Linked DNA regions of Pan troglodytes: region 1 is linked to region 2. The links are chromatin contacts, called in public capture Hi-C maps. All regions are on one chromosome and are shown on one strand. The core of a region is the stretch at or near the end of the contact, and the rest is flanking DNA. Distances in the headings are between cores, read along the strand shown.

Region 1 (4,935 bases), core at 1,127-3,626, 100 kb before region 2:
ACTCATTTTTTCTTCGTTTTTGGGACTCAGACTGCTGTCCTTGTTCCTCAGCCTGGAGATGGCCTATTGTGGGGCCTTGTGATCATGTGAGTTAATCCTTAATAAACTCCCCTTTATATATATATATTCCATATATATATTCCATTATATATATATATATTCCATTTTATATATATATATGTATATTCCATTAGTTCTGTCCCTCTAGAGAACCCTAATACAGGTCCAAACTTCTTGTGGTGGAGACAGAGACGGGTCCCAACCTCCTGGGGTGGAGACGGGGACGGGTCCTAACCTCCTGCGGTGGAGACGGGGACGGGTCCTAACTTCCTGCGGTGGAGATGGGACGGGTCCTAACTTCCTGCGGTGGAGACAGAGACGGGTCCTAACTTCCTGCGGTGGAGACGGGGACGGGTCCTAACTTCCTGCGGTGGAGACGGGGACGGGTCCTAACTTCCTGTGGTGGAGATGGGGACAGGTCCTAACTTCCTGTAAAGGATGAGCACAGATTCCAACTTCCTGTTACAGATTCTAACTTCCTGTGACAGGATGGAGATGGGTATTATCTTCCGCTACAGGATAGTAACAAGTTCTAATTTCTTGTCACAAGATGGGACAGGGGTCGTCTCCTGTGTACTGAACTCCTGGCCCATCATACTCTGAAGGTGGCTGCCTGAGGAAGCAGGGCCCAGGTGCGGAGCCCCAGAGGACCTGGCCCAGGTGCTCCAGGAAGCCCTGCCATCTGGGCTGTGTCTGGATTCTGAGGTCAGGAGCATCCTCTCGTCCTGGCCTTCTATCACATCTCCCTTTTGGCTTTTTAAGTTTCCATGTCTCGTGCTGGGTTACTTGGACTTGCTTGAGGCATTTATTGAGACTGGGGTCTCCTTTTACCTCCTCTTTCCAGGTTTGTCAGGACTGACAGGAGGCCTTGCATTTACTGGGCTAGTGATCATTCCAAGCTCTTAGAAAGGACTGGCCTGGGAGTCAGGGGCACTGAACGGGGGAGTCCTGCCTGGGAGGGGCCCAAAACAGAGGCAGGAAAGAAGGTGGGCACGGGTGCTGCTGGTGGTGGCCTGCCCCAGAGACGCCCAGGTCCAGGCCAAACGGGAGTGCTCCAGGCGATCTGAGAGCTCTCCCCCAGGGGGGCCTCTGAGGAGCTGCGACCAAAGCGTCCGTGAACTGGGGGAGGAGCGTGGGACCCATGAGCTGTGCTTCCGGGTGCAGGTGAACTGCGCTTCCGGGTGCAGGGAGCAGGCTGCAAGCAGCAGGCTTTCCTTCCACTCGCTCCCTCCACTGTCTCCCATCGTCCTCCCGCTCTACTGGCTGGAAGACAGACGCCCATTGAGGACGCAGAACTTGCTTATAGCTCCGTGGTGTGTAGTAAGGGGCAAGCTTGGCTTTCAAAGTCGGCCTGTCTTACTTCAAAGCTTTTACACACACAATGTATGCACACACACAAGCACGCGCACACGCACACACACCAGCAACTTCAGGGCCAGCCTGGATGGGGCTGGTCAGCAGGTGGCGCTAGAGTCGCCCTGGTGGGATTTCGGCTTCCCGCTTCTCTCAGCATGGCGCTTCTCTCAGCATGGCGGGTACTAACCAGGGATGGAATTTGTTTTGCCAGAGGGAAGCGTTCACCCAGCACGCTGGAGGAAAGCAATGGGAGGTGTGCGTGGTGTTCTGGTGCAGCTCCCGCCGTCATCACACACAGCGACTGGTCACTCCTCCCCTGGCGGCTCCCCCTCCGACCCCACACAGTCATTCCTCAGAGCACCCCAAAACCTTCTCCACACTAGGAGTTTCTGGGCTGGCTCCTTCTGGACAAAGAGCAGGGCCTGGGGCACCCGCTATGTGCTTTGCAAATGACTAATGCACAAAAATAAACATGTCCTTGATTTTCCTGGTAAGTCCTGGCTTCAATGATCCTACTTCGCTCTACTCAAACTTTTTAAAACACCAGAAACATAACTGTCTGGCAAACTGCCTGTCAGACTGGGAACGGCCCAAAAATCCCTTTTAGCCAGTGTGTCTAGGTCAGGGACGGGTTGTCATCACTGAATGTATTACAGAGCAGGGCATAGGCGAGCCCGCCCCGTCCCCCCCTGCCACGCAGGCCCTGGTTTCCAGACATGTCCCCTCAGCAGGCCACGCATCCTGGGCCATGTCATGCGTTAGAGGACAATGTGCTCCAACTTGCCAGTTCAACACGTTTGACCCTAACACCTCAAGCTCTATGGAAATGATCCTAAGCCACCACACACCAGAGAAAAAAGGCCCTCTAGGCCCCCTCCTTCTCCTGGGAGCCACGGCAGTTCTGGCCACCCCAGGTGCTTGTGGATATCCCTGCCGGCATTTTCCTGGCTTTCACATGCTCGTCGTCCGGGAGACAAGCTCCAGGAACTGGCCAAGGCAGGGGGGCCATCGACGGCTCTATCTCTGCCACCGTCCACCGTGTTACACCCTCAGGCCCACAGCTGTTCACTCGTGTCCCATCCCCGGGAAGCGGCAACCAAGGCCACCCGGCTTTGCTCCAGCTTTCTAGACCACAGGCCATCAGGCGCCGGCCCCACTGAGGGGATAAAGAGGATGTGTCCGGCCCCATGAAAGGCTGTGGGACAGCTTTGCACACTTCCTCCTGCGGGCAGAAGGGAATTGTGTGGGCAGGACTGTAACAGCCTGGTCCTGTCCACAAGGCCGAGCCCTGTGGTTTGCGGCCCAGCTTCCTGGGTCATGCTCCAGTTACCAGCCCTCGGCCGCCGGGATGTTCCCCAGATGGAAGCCGTGTGAGTGGAGAGAGAGAGAAAGCCACAGCAGCGGACTCTGCAGTCCTGTCTGTCAAGGCTCCCGAAGGAGGCGCTCTTGCTGAGTTGTTAACCACAGAAGCGCCGGCCATGGGTCCCTCCTAAATATGGCTCTTTTAGATTTTAAAAATTGCTTTCTGAAGCTTAGATGAAAAAACGTGTTAAGCAGCTTGGATTTTTGATGAGCAGGAAAAGGGGCTGTAAAATACAAAACTCCAGTCTGAGGGGTTAGCAGTGCTGAGAGGGGGTGGCCCCTCCTCACTATCAGTCCCGGGAGTCCAAGGGCTGGAACAAGCCAGGGGCCCAGCAGCTCAATCCCTTACTGCACAGCACACAGGGCCCAGGTTTCAGGCTGAACTCCCTATTTCACCGCACATGTGTCCATACTCCCGCCGCTTCTGCCTAATTCGCTCCCCCTTCCACCTCCATGCAGGCATGGCCCACTCCAGACAGCCCCCTGCCCACCCTCACGCCCAGCCAGGTGGGGGGCCCCTCCTCCCTCCTAGCACACACGCCGAAGGCGGAGCCAGTGCGGGGACGAAGCCCTCTGTGGGCTGTCTACCCAGGTGCCTGCACGCAGTAGGTCCAGGAAGAAATGACTTTCTCCAGCACTGAGGGGTGGCAGAGGCTTCCACAGCCAACAGGAGGGGTGGAGCTGGGTTCTGCTGATTTCAGCCATGACCTCAGCACACATGGCCAACCTGCCCACCCTCAGGCTTAGGGGGCGCCAGGGCCCCTGTGCAGGGCAGCCTCCCCCTCTTCGAAAGGTGGTTTCACGACTGTGTGCAAGTTAGAAATCGAGGTCACAACCACAGCCAGCCTCCCGGAATCCTCAAGCCCAGGCGCTGACAAAGGCTGGGGAGAGAGTGAACTTACAATGACAGACGGCTGCACAGCCTGCAGCCAAGGCCATGGAACTTTCTTAATGGCTCAGAGAAGCACTGTCACTGCCTGCCAGGCTGTTGCATAACCATGAGTTCTTCGGGATGCTACAGACTTGCAAACCCAGTTTTGGGGCAGCTTTTTCCTAACCCAAGCTCAGGAAGGAAACAAGATGTTGGGTTTTCAAGCAGACAGAAATCCGTGCTGGGAAACAGGGAAATGGCTGGGCCAGCCAATGAGAATCCCAAAGCCAGGAAGAATATGGAGGGCTGCCAGGGACAACGGGGCTGCTCGGGGACCCAGAAGCCTTGCTATGCCACAAGCCAGGGCAGCTGCCCCTAGGGTCAAGCGGTGGACACTACCACTGACCCTCAGGTCGCGGGGGCAGCTGGCCAAGAGCCCAAGGCAGGCTGAAGGTCAAGGGGCCAAGGCCTCGGAAACAGTTGGCTGCCTGCATCGTGCACTCAGAGTGCTGGGAGAGGTCACAAGTCCACAGTCCTGAGATCGGTCCCAGCATGGAGCTTTTCCTGAAGCAACTGACTGTGGCACTAAATGAGACGTTCTGAATACAATTAGGGGCAAGGGGGATAGGAAGTGGGAACCGTGGTCTCAAGTGGGCGCCATGATGGCCTAGGAGTGAGTGAGCTTACAAAGACATAGGGGCACGCAGCCCCACGTTTAGGATGTGGAATCTTTGATGCTGTTCCCACAGTCACCAGGCTGGACGAATTCTGGCTTTCAGATGGGCACCTAACAACAACGTCCAACAGGTCACATCAGCTCCCTGGCTCTGGGCTGACATGGAGACACTGCTACCTATGCATCTAAGTCAGAGTACGTTCTGACATCTGCATGTTACAGATGAGGAAACTGAGGCCCAGAGAGCTTGCCCAAGGCTTCCACCCTAGGAAAAAAGAGGGCTGTGGTTTCTGCCTGGTTCTGTGCACAGCCTTGGCCTGAAAACATGACTATAGACCCCAGACTCATTTGCAGTTACTCCCTTGACTTTCTGAGACCAGTGTCACTAGCATTTAGGGGCTTGAGGGCCAGGGATCAGGTGATCTTTGAGTGCCCTGAGTCCCTCATGGGAGGACACCGAGGTCACAGCCTGATAACCCACCCACCCGGGAACTGGGTCACCAGGAAGGCCAACACAGACAGACGACGATGGCATGGTCCAAGGGACTTACGTGGCTGCGGAGCGGCGGTAGTTCTCAGGGCACTCGAAGGCCAGGCAGCGGAAGCCACC
Region 2 (5,219 bases), core at 488-2,987:
CACCTGTGACCATTTCCGCACTAAATAATGGCCAGCTGTACTTCAAAATTAGGGTAGTTATTAGACTTATCACTGGATCTTTATTTATTTATTTTTTTTTGAGATGGAGTCTCACTCTGTCGCCCAGGCTGGAGTGCAGTGGTACGATCTCGGTTCACTGCAACCTGTGACCCCCGGGTTCAAGAGATTCTCCTGCCTCAGCCTCCCAAGTAGCTGGGATTATAGGCGCGCACCACCACGTCTGGCTAAATTTTTTTTTCTTTTGTATTTTAGGAGAGACAGGGTTTCACCATGTTGCCCAAGGTGGTCTCTAACTCCTGACCTCAGGCAATCCACCTGCATCGGCCTCCCAAAGTACTAGGGTTACATGCGTGAGCCACTGCGCCCGGCCCTGGATCTTGTTTAATGCATCCATGTGTCAATGTCCTTCCTAAAATATGTGTCCCAGAAGAAGAAACAAGGCCACAGGTGCAGTCTATTTCCGCTCCTCACTTCCACCAGGTCTCTCTGTCCTTACAGCCCTGCCCCACCTGATTGGTTAAACCATCTGCTGCCTCGTGTCTCCTCCACTGGACGACCAGGACCGAAGGGGCTGGAGAAGGATTAACTCCAATGTCCAGTGCCTGTCCCTGCTTGGTGAGCTCAGCCCAAGAGATCCTTTTGAAATAAGACATCCATTTTTGTAACCACAACTCTATTTAAATAATTGCCAAGTCCAAAAACCTTGGAATCATCCTTGACCCATGTTCACACCCCACGTCTGATCTGTTGGCAGGTTTCTTTGCTACATCTTTACATTTGTGCAGTAGCGAATCACTTCTCACCATCTCTGCTGCCCATCCGGGTCTGAGCCACTGCTGTCTCCTACCTGGATAATTACCACGGCCCTGTCCTCTCTGGTCTCTTTCATCCATCCTTGCCTTCTTACACTCTCGTCTCATCCCAGAAGCCAGACAGGTCATTCCAGCATGGAAGTCCAATCACTCTTTGCTCAAAACCCTCCAAAGGTGTCAATCTTTTTTCCTTTTTCTTTCTTGAAGCAGAGTCTCACTCTGTTGCCTCGGCTGGAGTGCAGTGGCGCGTGTCGGCTCACTGCAACCTCCACCTCCCGGGTTCAAGCGATTCTCCTGCCTCAGCCTCCTGAGTAGCTGGGGCTACAGGCACCCACCACCATGTCCGGCTAATTTTTGTATTTTTAGTAGAGATGGAGTTTCGCCATGTTGGCCAGGCTGGTCTCGAACTCCTGACCTCGTATTCTGCCTGCCTCAGCCTCCCAAAGTGCTGAGATTCCAGGCGTGAGCCGCCGTGCATAGCCAGGACTTCATTGCTGCAGAAGCCCAGGATCAGAACTTTGGGAATATTGTTGTGGGCTCTTGATAAACACACATTTTACATGTTCATTTGGTTTTTTTTGTTTTTTAAGAGAGGTTCTCACTCTGTTGCCCAGGTTGGAGTGCAGTGGTGCCGTCACAGCTCACGGCAGCCTTGACTTCCAGAGCATGAGTTCTCTGCAGCAGAAGCCATGTCCTCTCACCTCTGAACCCAGGGAAGAGAGGGATGCAGCACTAATGCATTGCTTAGAAGTGCTGCACTATGAGCATGAGGTTGGGTGTGATTCAGACCATGTTGTTCCGGCCTCTTGACATGGCCTCTCCACCGCCGGGAGGTAGTGCCACTTTCCTGGTGTCCAGGCTTGGCTGATCACGCTCTCCGACAGCCTGGGCCATGATTTGGGTGCCACTGTGGGGTCACGCTGCCTGTGCCCCCTAGGGCTCACAGAGATACTAGACTTTGGATTCCAGTGCCCTCCCCCAGACCTCCAACAGACCCCACAGAGCTAAGCCCCAGCTCTCTTCATTATCAATCACTCCATTATAACTAGGACACGTACGTCTGTGTGCCTGGACTGTCACTGCCCCTAGGATGAGATTTTCCGGGCAGCTCCTCCATCATCACACAAAGAGGTCTCTGGAGGATCCACATTCCTTGCTGTCTAGACCTGTCCTCAGTATGCCTGAACCCTGGGTGTTCAGGCTCAGGCTGTGAAACTCACGCCCGCAGTTCACCAATTCATGCAACAAATATGGCATGATCTCGGCTCACTGCAACCTCTGTCTCCCAGGTTCAAGCAATTCTCCTGGCTCAGCCTCCCGAGTAGTTGGGATTACAGGTGCCAGCCACCATGCCCACCTAATTTTTTTTTTTTTTTTTTTTGTATTTTTAGTAGAGATGGGGTTTCACTGTGTTGGCCAGGCTGGTCTCGAACTCCTGACCTCAGATGATCCACCCACCTCGGCCTCCCAAAGTGTTGGGATTACAGGCATGAGCCACCGTGGCTGGCCAGATTTGTTTTATATTTTGAAGTCTTACCAACAGGATTTGCTGATGGATTGAGAGAGAGAGAGCCCAACGATGGATCCAAACTCTCTGGCCTGAGCAATTGGAAGCATTGGGGTTTCCATAGCCTAAGACATGGAAGACTTTGGAGGGACAGGTGTGGGTAGAGGGAAACCAGTTCTGTTCAGATGCCTTCATGTTGACTGCCTGCTTGTTAGACATCCCAGTAAAGCTATCAAGTCGACATTTGGGTACCAAGCCTGGAACTCACAGCAGAGGTCAAGCAAGAGAAATACACTAGAGTGTTGTCACCTGTCTTCCCCTCCTAGAGCTCTGCTGACTGTCTCCTTGCAGGCATTCTGTCAGAGGTAGCTGGGACTTTAGAACTGGGCACAATTCCTGGCTCCATCTTGAACTGGCTCTGGGACCTTGGGAAAGTGAGTTCCCCTCTCTAGCCCTTAGTTCTTGCGAAAGGAAAATCGCAGGAGTCCAAAATCGCAAAGTCAAGTGGAAAAGTCAAGCTGGGAACTGCATCAGGCAAACCTTGCCTCCCATTTTCTTCCTAGATAAGATAGCTACAAAGATAAACAAGCTGCATACCTCCCTCCCAATTTGCCCACAAGGAAATTCCTTGTGGGCCTCAGGATCTTTACCCTAAAACAGTTCTGTTGAATTTCACCCTGGCAATGTAAATTGATAGCTTATCTTCACAGATGTGGGACAAAGGACAGAACTCACCATCAGGCCTCTGCCCACCTGAGACAAATGCATATATGATTGCTTGATTGCTTCCTCTGCCCTATTGTTTATGTGAAAATGCAGATTCACTGAGCCAGACTAGGGCACACAGGACTACTCCTCTACCCTCTGCTCACGTGGAAATAGTGTATTCAGTGAAAGGCTGATCAAAGACTCAAAAGGATGCACCCATTTATCTTTCATATGCCTATGACCTGGAAATCCCTGCTTCCAGTTGTCCTGCGTTTCCAAACTGAAGCAATGTACATCTTACACATATTGATTCATGCCTCATGTCTCCCAAAAATGTGTAAAAGCAAACTATACCACAACCTCCTTGGGCACATGTCAGCAGGACCTCCTGAGGCTGTGTCACAGACACGTCCTTAACCTTGGCAAAATAAACTTTCTTTCCTTTTTTTTTTTTTGGGAGACAGAGTTTCGCTCTTGTTGCCCAGGCTGGAGTGCAGTGGCGTGATCTTGGCTCACTGCAACCTCTGCCTCCCAGGTTCAAGTGATTCTCCTGCCTCAGCCTCCCAAGTAGCTGGGACTACAGGCACCTGCCACCATGCCCAGCTAATTTTGTCTTTTTAGTAGAGACGAGGTTTCACCATGTTGGCCAGGCTGGTCTTGAACTCCTAACCTCAGGTGATCTGCCTGCCTCAGCCTCCCAAAGTGCTGGGATTACAGGCACGAGCCACCAAGCCCAGGTACAAAATAAACTTTCTAAATGGATTGAGACTTGTCTTAGGTACTTTGTGTTCACATTCCTCATCCTCATTGGGGATATGAAACTGGTAACACTTCTTGTAGCCTCCTGCAGGTTTTTTTTTTTTTTTTTTTTTTTTTTTGAGACGGAGTTTTGCTCTTGTTGCCCAGGCTGGAGTGCAAAGGTGCAATCTCAGCTTACCGCAACCTCCGCCTCCTGGGTTCAAGCAATTCTCCTGCCTCAGCCTCCCGAGTAGCTGGAATTACAGGCATGCTCCACTACACCTGGCTAATTTTGTATTTTTAGTAGAGATGGGGTTTCTCTATGTTGGTCAGGCTGGTCTCGAACTCCTGACCTCAGGTGATCTACCCGCCTCGGCCTCCCAAAAGTGCTGGGATCACAGGCGTGAGCCATCGCGCCCGGCAGCCTCCTGCAGATTTTAAGAAGATAAGCTCTGTGGCATCAGCACACACGGGCTCAGCAAGCAGCAGCCATGTACACCATCAGCATATTTTGCTGGACATGTTTATTGGTGCTGCAAGCCCACCGCCCTTTTTGCCTCTGAATATACTCTGAGCCGACTCTCCCCATGCGAGGATGGGGCCAGGGAGTGGGCCTTGACCTAGGGACTGTCCATCTGAAAAGACGACCAGGTCCCATAGGCCCCCTGGTCACGAATTTGAGCTGGGAATGAGGAGGCTGGGCCAGTGGGGCTGGGAGGGGTGGCAGTGCTGGAACTGAAAGGCCGTTTTAGGGCCAGTTACCAGATGGGCAGCTGAGGACACTGAGTGGCTTTGGGTGAGAGACTCTGTGGCTGTGAGTCCTGTCCTCAGGCTCTGCCAGGTTCCAAGGGATATCCAGGTAACAAAGTCACATTTGTCAGCTCCAGAGCCCCGGGGAAAACCTTCAGGGGCGATTAATTCACAGATCAGCCTGGTGTGGAGGAGATGGCCCTACCCACTTTTTTCTTCAATAGGCTCTGGAATGTTCTATCCCCAACAATTGTGGACAATGAGGCTGGAGTCTTTTCTGACACTGTTAGAACAAGTGTGTTTGGAGAGCTTTCTGGAACGTCTGGTGAAAAGAAAAGACCCACTGACTCGCAGACATTCCATCTGCCCTCATTCCCATTCCTGTTTACTTCTGGGGGCCATGCTGGGGGTTGGCCCCAGGGACTTTGGATTCATCTTTCATTCGCTGGAAGAAGAAAGGAAGGCAGACCTTCCAGACTCAGTAGATGAAACTGACTTTGCCAGGTCTGGGCAGAGAGCAAGTGAGGTTCGAAGATGGGGGAGCATGAATCTGGGGGTGGGCTGGATGAGGTGGTGGGTGGGGGAGGATCAAGGCCTTTACTTGGTCGGGGCAAGCACAGATGAAGCCCCACCTGGCAACTACCTACTCTGTGTCACTCACAGCCTCGTTCTCACTCGGCTTC

The links. Capture Hi-C pulls out chosen DNA fragments and counts their contacts.
Region 1: a capture Hi-C map of stem cell-derived neural stem cells shows a contact between it and region 2, with 6 times the contacts expected there. The contact joins two enhancer-like sites. A contact is called at or near these places in 4 of 7 Hi-C or Micro-C datasets (blood, induced pluripotent stem cells and stem cell-derived neural progenitor cells) and 1 of 1 other capture datasets (stem cell-derived neural stem cells).

What each region holds. Positions count from the first base shown.
Region 1 is chr23:47,540,887-47,545,821 of NHGRI_mPanTro3-v2.0_pri, reverse strand. It overlaps FBLN1 (fibulin 1), which reads right to left. Exons shown (of 17, transcript XM_016939387.4): 14 at 4,877-4,935. Among named protein-coding and RNA genes, the nearest start is that of FBLN1, 50 kb to the right of the region's middle. Within about 2 kb of position 2,376, at least 3 of the 24 cell types and tissues checked have an H3K27ac peak or open chromatin away from gene starts, as enhancers often do. A contact at or near this core is called in stem cell-derived neural stem cells, where this site is marked.
Region 2 is chr23:47,438,694-47,443,912 of NHGRI_mPanTro3-v2.0_pri, reverse strand. It overlaps a transcript of RIBC2 not described here. Among named protein-coding and RNA genes, the nearest start is that of SMC1B, 35 kb to the right of the region's middle. Within about 2 kb of position 1,737, at least 1 of the 24 cell types and tissues checked has an H3K27ac peak or open chromatin away from gene starts, as enhancers often do. A contact at or near this core is called in stem cell-derived neural stem cells, where this site is marked.